Regions from separate parts of the Mus musculus genome. Here region 1 is linked to region 2. The links are chromatin contacts, called in public targeted proximity ligation maps. All regions are on one chromosome and are shown on one strand. The core of a region is the stretch at or near the end of the contact, and the rest is flanking DNA. Distances in the headings are between cores, read along the strand shown. Region 1 overlaps Pank1 (pantothenate kinase 1). Region 2 holds the start of Kif20b (kinesin family member 20B).

Region 1 (3,482 bases), core at 836-3,335, 76 kb before region 2:
GATGCCAGGCTCCAGGAGGAAGAGTCCCCTCATGGTTGGTTAAATCGTGATAAGCACCGGCAACTGAAAATGCCTGACTCTTAAAAGCACAGCACAGATTCCGGAACACTCTGCAAATTAAATAGGAATCTTGTCATTCCTTTGTCAAAGCGTCTGTTGGCAAAGTGTCAAAACAACAGGGGAAAAAAAAAAGTATAGAGTTATGAAAATTCAGCACAATGTTTTATGAGCAGTTTGGGCTAAGATAGAATAAAAATTGAAGGAGTGTATTAATTTAAACAGCAATGGAAATCCGGTCCTGGGGATGGGAGAAAAGGAGCCAGGAAGGGAAGACTGAAGGTCCAGCGCTGGAGCACAGCTCGGGCCTGGAATGAGCTGTCCCTGGGATGATGGGAAGTGGGGGACAGAAGAGGAGGAAGAGGAGGAATTGGTTTTATTTACCTACATCACATCTTTTTTTTTTTTTTGTAAAGAGGATAGGTGGTTGAGAGACAAGGTCTTGCCCTATAGCCAAGGCTAATCTGTAATCTACTACGTAGCCTAGACTGAGCCTCCTGCCTCAGATTCCTTACAGCTGAGTCTGGTCACTGTGCCTCACTTCCATTTCCTACCATCATAAAGGAACACGGCAATGCTCTTCTGCTCACACTGCAAGGTTTTTCCAGGCATGCGTATAAATTGTACTCGTCATCCTGATATCAAGATCTGCTTCAACCCAAGCTTCCCTTACAAGCTACCCTGGCAATGGAGATAGGAGAGAAAAGGAAGGAAGAAGGAAGGACATCCCATGTAGCCGCCAATGCCCCCACCCCACCACCACAGATGGATGGCCAGATATGTAGACAAACTCAACTGTTAACTACTGTGCCTACCAGAACCCGTGTCCATGCTAGACACAGAATGCTAGCATATACCACTTCTTCTTCCTCCCCAAACCAAATGTCATAACCAAAACAAAGCAAGGGGCTGGTCTAACTCAGAGCTAAGAAGCCTGTGTAACTAGTGCAGTGCCCTGGGCTAAACCCCCAGCGAGGTAGGAGGTTGAAAATAAATGCACTGGAGTAATCAACAATAGGAGACCATGTTCAAATTTCACAAGGACACTTCCATAAACAAGTGCTAAGTAAAAATTACAAGAGGCCACTGTTTGGACCTGGCACCTCCCCTACTCCCCAAAATTCCAGGCTGGCAACCTACTTGGAGTCATTCACACGCATCTGAAACTAAGCTATTGGTTTGACCTTCGGAAAAATCTGAATTAGAAAAAGAGTTGGGCCGGGTGGTGGTGGCACACGCCTTTAATCCCAGCACTTTGTAGACCAGGCTGGCCTCGAACTCAGAAATCCACCTGCCTCTGCCTCTCAAGGGCTCGGATTAAAGGCCCACTGCTGAGCTCTCTGGCCTAATTCTTACACAAGCAAGTAACCTAGCTATGAGTTGTTCATACCTACAAGCCTAGCCTTGGACGCTGAGACAGGAAGATTGTTACAAGCTGTGGTCTAGCCTCGCCTATTTATTGAGATCTAGACCAGCTAGGGAATATAAGTGAGATCCTTTTCCTGGGAAAAACAAAACAAAATCAACACGGGAAGAAATGACTTGATGTGAAGGAATGACTTAATGATGTGAAGTTGTCAACTAGATTTCTATTCTGTTTTCCTTTCTCTGCCATGAAGGAAATGACTTTGAAATAATAGGTTTATTTACATTCTATTATATCTGCTTTCAAGGCCCTTTCTGCCTGTAGCAAACACCTTTGGTTGGCCCCCTGGAAAATTGCTAGACTTTAAAATCGAAAACAAAGTCAACTGAGCTCAGCAGCCTTGGGATTTTCGAGAAGGCTCAGTGGGTGAAAGTGCCTGCTACTGAGCCTGAACTAGATCCCTGGAACCCACCCACACAGTGAGAGAGAACCGACCTCAGACCTCCACAGGTGCACTCTGACATGCACACTGCCACCCTGACATGAGATAAATAAATGTATGTCTTAAAAAAAAAATCAATAATCTCAACTGTTGTGATTCTGCCCTTTGACAGCATAAGTAAATAAACCTTTGTTCTTCAAGCGTAATGCCGCTGGGAGGTGAGCGAACAGGCCCCCGAGAGTGAGAGGCAGACCTGGGAGATTGGCACACACCTGGTAGAACAATTATCTGTGACGATTTGTAATGCAGATAAGGAGGACACCTGAAGAAGGAGCTGGCCGACTGAGAGTTTGAAAGTCAAATGTCAGCAGCATGAGCTGGCTCGCTCCAGGTACCACTGACTATATTTTTAAAGTGAAAATAATTGCCTGGTTTAAAAACAAGAAGCAAAGAGGATGTGGTCACTAGCCAATCGCAGCGGGATGCAAAGTCGGGGGGGGGGGGGGGGGAGGGAAGAACACTCCAGAAAGTGTGAGTGGAAGTCTCTGTGGTGGCGCTCGCCTGTCCCAACCCTCAGTAGGAAGTCTGTGAGGTGGCGCAGGCCTGGAGGAGTCCCAACACTCAGCGTGTGGAGATGGAGAATCAGAAACTCATGACTACCCTCAAAACCACAAAAACAAAACAACACTTAAGAAAATAATCAACAGGAAATATGAGCAGGACAGAGAAGGAGAGCCCAGGAGTCACTGCAGCGCAATGTCTCCTCTCTAAGCTAACCACTTTAGGTGGGTGGGCACATTCTTGAGCATGCTCAGTTTCGGGGCATACTTCAAGAAGGAAGAATGGTGGACGCACTTCAAGCCACGTTTACCTCCAGGTCTGGGAGTAACTGTCTAAAGGGTTAAAATGCTTCTGGGCATGCTCACCCGGTGCCACAGTTTTAGCTGAAGAGGGATAGAGTGATTTGAAGGTATACTGTTAATACTAAAGTCGGTCTGTCATGCCTCATGGCTGAGAGTCAGATACACAGAGCAGGGAGAAACCATCCGATGAAAACCAAGTCTGAAAAGGCCTCTTGGTGACAAGGTCCACGAGCACTTAATGCTTCCTAATTCGGTGACCCTTTCAGACAGTTCCTCATGTTGTGGTGACCTCCAACCATAAAATTATTTTCACTGCTACCTCATAACTGTAATTTTGCTACTGTTATGAGTCATAATATCTAATATGAGTCTGATATGCAAAATATATGATTTGCAACCTCTCTAAAAATGTCATTTGACCCCCCACCCCAAAGGGGTACATACCCTCAGGTTGATAACCTCTGAGTTAAGGTGATGTTCTTTTTGTTTTGGGTTGTTTGTTTGTTTGGTTGGTTTGGTTTTGAGTTCAGCCCTTGGATAAGAACTGGGGCTAGGATGGGGGTGGGAGAAGCTTATAATGTCAGCTCCCAGCAAAGTCAGACTGATCCAAAGAAGCAGCCATTGAGTCAAAAGAAGCTTAGAGGAAGCAAAAATCACATGCAAGCAGCAAACTCAAGGCAGGGAGTGTTACCGGGCGGGTGGTGGCGCTCGCCTTTAATCCCAGCACTCAGGAGGCAGAGGCAGGTGGTTTTCT
Region 2 (3,908 bases), core at 96-2,595:
TATAAATTCTGTATCAAGATCGAAAAACACTAAGGTTGTCAAGCTAGTGTTCCAAAAATCCTTCTAATTAAGTGCAATAGCTGAAAATATGATCACAGAAAAGCTAAGGTAACAAAACTTCTTCAACTGATTTTAAATCCCGGTTCCATTTACTTTTCTTCCCCCCCCCCCCCCGAGACAGGGTTTCTCTGTGTAGTCCTGACTGTCCTGGAACTCACTCTGTAGACCAGGCTGGCCTCGAACTCAGAAATCCGCCTGCCACTGCCTCCCAAGTGCTGGGATTAAAGGCATGTGCCACTATCCGGCTTTTTTGTTTTTTAAAAGATTTATATGAGTACACTGTTGCTGTCCTCAGACACACCAGAAGAGGGCGTTGGATCACTTTACAGATGGTTGTTAACCACCATGTGGTTTGCTGGGAATTGAACTCAGGACCTCTGGAAGAGGTCAGTGTTCTTAACCACTAAGCCATCTCTCCAACCCTCCATTTACGTTTGTGCCCATTACTTATTTAGAATGTATTAAATGGGACGGTAGCAATACCTACTTTAAAGGGTTCTTAGCACCAGTCAGACAATCCATTTTATAAAGGTAGTGCCAGCGGAAGCATAAGGTAAATGCTCAATTTACGTTAGCATTATTTTTATTCAAAGTGAAAGTCTAGCCTCAATAGTAAATTCTCGTCATATGAATGTATTAGTAAATTAGCCCTGCACTCAGAGGGTTACTTTAGGGAAGCGGAGAAGGACACATGGGCACTTACATTTTGGGGCACTGCACAGTGCCTCTCAGCGGTAGCTGATTTATGCTTTCAGAAACATCAAAAAGGGGGTATAAAAAGATGAAGGATATGCTCCTAAAATGTATTTTGAGGAAAACGTGTTTCATCCAAGAGGGCCGTCATCGACAAGAAGAATCACTTAAAGAGGGGAGTTAACTTGGTCCCAGGTCGCAAGTCCTTTCTGCCCCGGGGAATGACAGGACTCTGAGGTGTAATAGGAGGAATAGTTTGCCATTCCTCCGCTCCTGGGGGCATCGCGGGAGGCAGTGCGGAGACAGCGGCCTCAGCAAGGCTCGTCATCATGCGGGTCTAGGACGGAACCTGAGACCTGAGTACCGAACAGGTATCGTTAGGGTCAAACCTAATATGGCCCCGAGAAACTCCCAGCTAGGTAGCCCACGAGCGTTGCTACTGCCCCATCGGTCGCCCGGAGCACCGAGTCCCGCCCCCCAGACTTGAAAGCCTTTTCCGGAGGCGGGGGCGAAACTCGGCCGCGAGCGGGTCCAGCCCCCAGGGCTCGCCGGAAGCCCCGCCCACTCCCAGGGTTCAGCGCGGCGCCGAGCCGCCATTGTTTGAATTTGAAAACCGGGAGGAAGTGGAATTCTGCAGGTGGGGAGGCGTGCAGGGACCAGCGATTGCAGTAAGTGAGGAGCTGACGATTTTGGGGGCTCCGAGGGTGGCTGCTTGCACAGAGGGCACGAAGCTGCGACGCCTCGGCCGTGTCAGCGTTGTCGGGGCTCGTGATGCCCGTAGTCTAGGTGCGGGGCTGCTGAAGGTGGGGCTGAGCTTCAGGGAGTTAAGCGAGTTAAGCCTTGAGGCGGAAGACTTCGGTCTGTCTAGGCCTCGGTTTCCTGGTCCGGTAAAGGAGGTACACTTTAGATTCACAGACACTAGTTTTATTAGACACAAAAAGATTTGCCACGTCTGGTTGCCTGAATTCGGGAGGTGAGCAGTTGTTTTGTCACGTGACAAGATCTCTTTCTAGGTTGAGTCCAGTGGGGGCTTTTTTTAAAAAAAAATGTCACATTACTTTGTGGCTAGAAAAGAAGCATATTTGGGTTTTATGTGTATATAAAGGAAATTGAAGTGAGTCAGTTTTAGTCCAGTACTACTTCCGTTGGTCTGTATTTTGAGCCTGTCGTGAAGAGTAAACAAATTTAGATGATTGTCTTTCTACTTAAATAGGGAATCCCGGTGCTAGGTGCTTTAGACTGTTAAATCTGTTTCTTTGAAAAATTAGGAGAGAGGCGACCTTTTCTCTCTGGTATTGTGCATCTGGTAGATGCTTGCTTTCTTTCTTTCTTTTTATTTTTCGAGACAGGGTTTCTCTGTGTAGCCCTGGCTGTCCAGGAACTCACTCTGTAGACCAGGCTGGCCTCGAACTCTGAAATCCGCCTGCCTCTGCCTCTCAAATGCTAGGATTAAAGGCGTGAGCCACTACTGCCCGGCGTGATAGATTCTTAGAAAAAAATTTTTTTAAAGATTTATTTATTTATTATATGTGTGTACACTGTAGCTGTCTTCAAATACTCCAGAAGAGGGCATCAGATTTTTGTGACAGATGGTTGTGAGCCACCATGTGGTTGCTGGGATTTGAACTCAGGACCTTTGGAGGAGCAGTCGGTGCTCTCAACCGCTGAGCCATCTCACCAGCCCCCTTAGAAAATTTTAAATGTTAATTTTTTGGGGGGTGGAGGGTTAGGTTTATCCTATAGGGATTTGATGTGCAATTCAGATTTAATAGTTCAGTGATGGCATTATTCCATATTCACATTCAACCTTGTGATGTGTCAGTTAGTGATTTTCATTGTCGTCATCATCATTATTATTGGAGATTCTGGCTGTGGTACCTCAGGTACCCAGAGTTGCATCCTACTGGGCTAGGACCCAATTCTCTTATTTTAAATGTAAAGTTTATATGCATTATTTCACTTTTTTACTTATAATCGGAAAATAAATAGGAATTTATTTTGCAAATAACCGAGTTTTAGTCCTAAATGTTAAAATTTGGTTTGCAACAATTTTCTGGGAGATACTAAGTAACGAGACTAGCAGAAGATCTTAAGTCATCCCTGCTGTCTCTGCTGTTTGACATGTGAGAGGAGGGTATCAGGCCAAGTGAACAGTTCATATTTTTTTCTTTTGCTAATTGCATTGTTCATGACATGTCTTTGGGTAAATCTACCTAAAAAATTGGATTATGGGCTGGAGAGATGGCTCAGTGGTTAAGAGCACTGAGTACTCTTTCAGAGGTCCTGAGTTCAATTCCCAGCAACCTTCTGTAATGTGATCTCATGCCCTCTTCTGGTGTGTTTGAAGACAGCAACAGTGTACTCATATACATAAAATGAAAAAAATAAATCTTAATAAAATTGGATCACACAAATTATTTTTTATGTTAATTAATTGGTTAATTTGAGACAGGCCCTCACTATATGGATCGGGCTATCTTCAAACTCACAGATTTACCTACTTTTTGCAGACGGGGTGGGTGGTCTGAGCTCATGCTGTCCTATCGAGCTTACTTTTGTTTATTTTGTTTTCCTTTGAGACAAGGTCTTTGGCTTAGATTGTTCTTGGACACCCTATGTAGCTAAGATGACCTGGAACTTGGTGATTTTCCAGGTCAACCTCCCTACGTGTTGGGAGTATAGAGAGCCATGCCATCATACCCCGTGTATGCCTGGGATGGAACCCAGAGTGTTGTGCATGGTAGTCTGTCAGCTCAACTGCATCCAAGTTCCCAGGAGTTCCAAGTAGACTTAACATTGTAGGCGGCTTGCGTGCTGATTTATTAAGGCTGCTTACAGAGGTTGCTTTTCTTCTCGCAGGATGGAATCTCACTTGAATCCAGATGGAGTGCCTAGACCGTCTTACGTTTTTAGTGCTGACCCAATTGCAAGGCCTTTGGAAATCAATTTTGATGGTGTTAAGCTTGATCTCTCTCATGAGTTTTCCTTAGTCGCCTCAAACCCTGCGGTAAGTACAACGTAAGAAAAACACTTGATTATTGTGCGCCAAGGAATCACGGTGCTAGGTACTTTAGATTGTTAAATCCGCTTCTTTGAAAAATTAGGAGAGAGGTGGCCTTTTCTTTCTGGTATTGTGCATCTGGTAGATTATTTTT

What was found.
Region 1: a targeted proximity ligation map of the HPC-7 cell line shows a contact between it and region 2, with 9 times the contacts expected there. A contact is called at or near these places in 16 of 39 promoter capture datasets (the C10 cell line, the HPC-7 cell line, HPC-7-derived erythroid cells and 9 more), 32 of 484 Hi-C or Micro-C datasets (B cells, the Ba/F3 cell line, CD4 T cells and 18 more), 13 of 130 datasets of targeted methods (the 230-238 cell line, the HPC-7 cell line, the NIH/3T3 cell line and 7 more) and 3 of 9 other capture datasets (adipose tissue, liver and pancreatic islet).

The regions. Positions count from the first base shown.
Region 1 is chr19:34,844,211-34,847,692 of GRCm38.p6, forward strand. All of the region lies in intron 1 of Pank1 (pantothenate kinase 1), which reads right to left. Among named protein-coding and RNA genes, the nearest start is that of Mir107, 25 kb to the left of the region's middle.
Region 2 is chr19:34,921,013-34,924,920 of GRCm38.p6, forward strand. Kif20b (kinesin family member 20B) reads left to right here and starts at 1,346. Exons shown (of 32, transcript NM_001362434.1): 1 at 1,346-1,421; 2 at 3,613-3,760. The coding sequence starts at 3,614.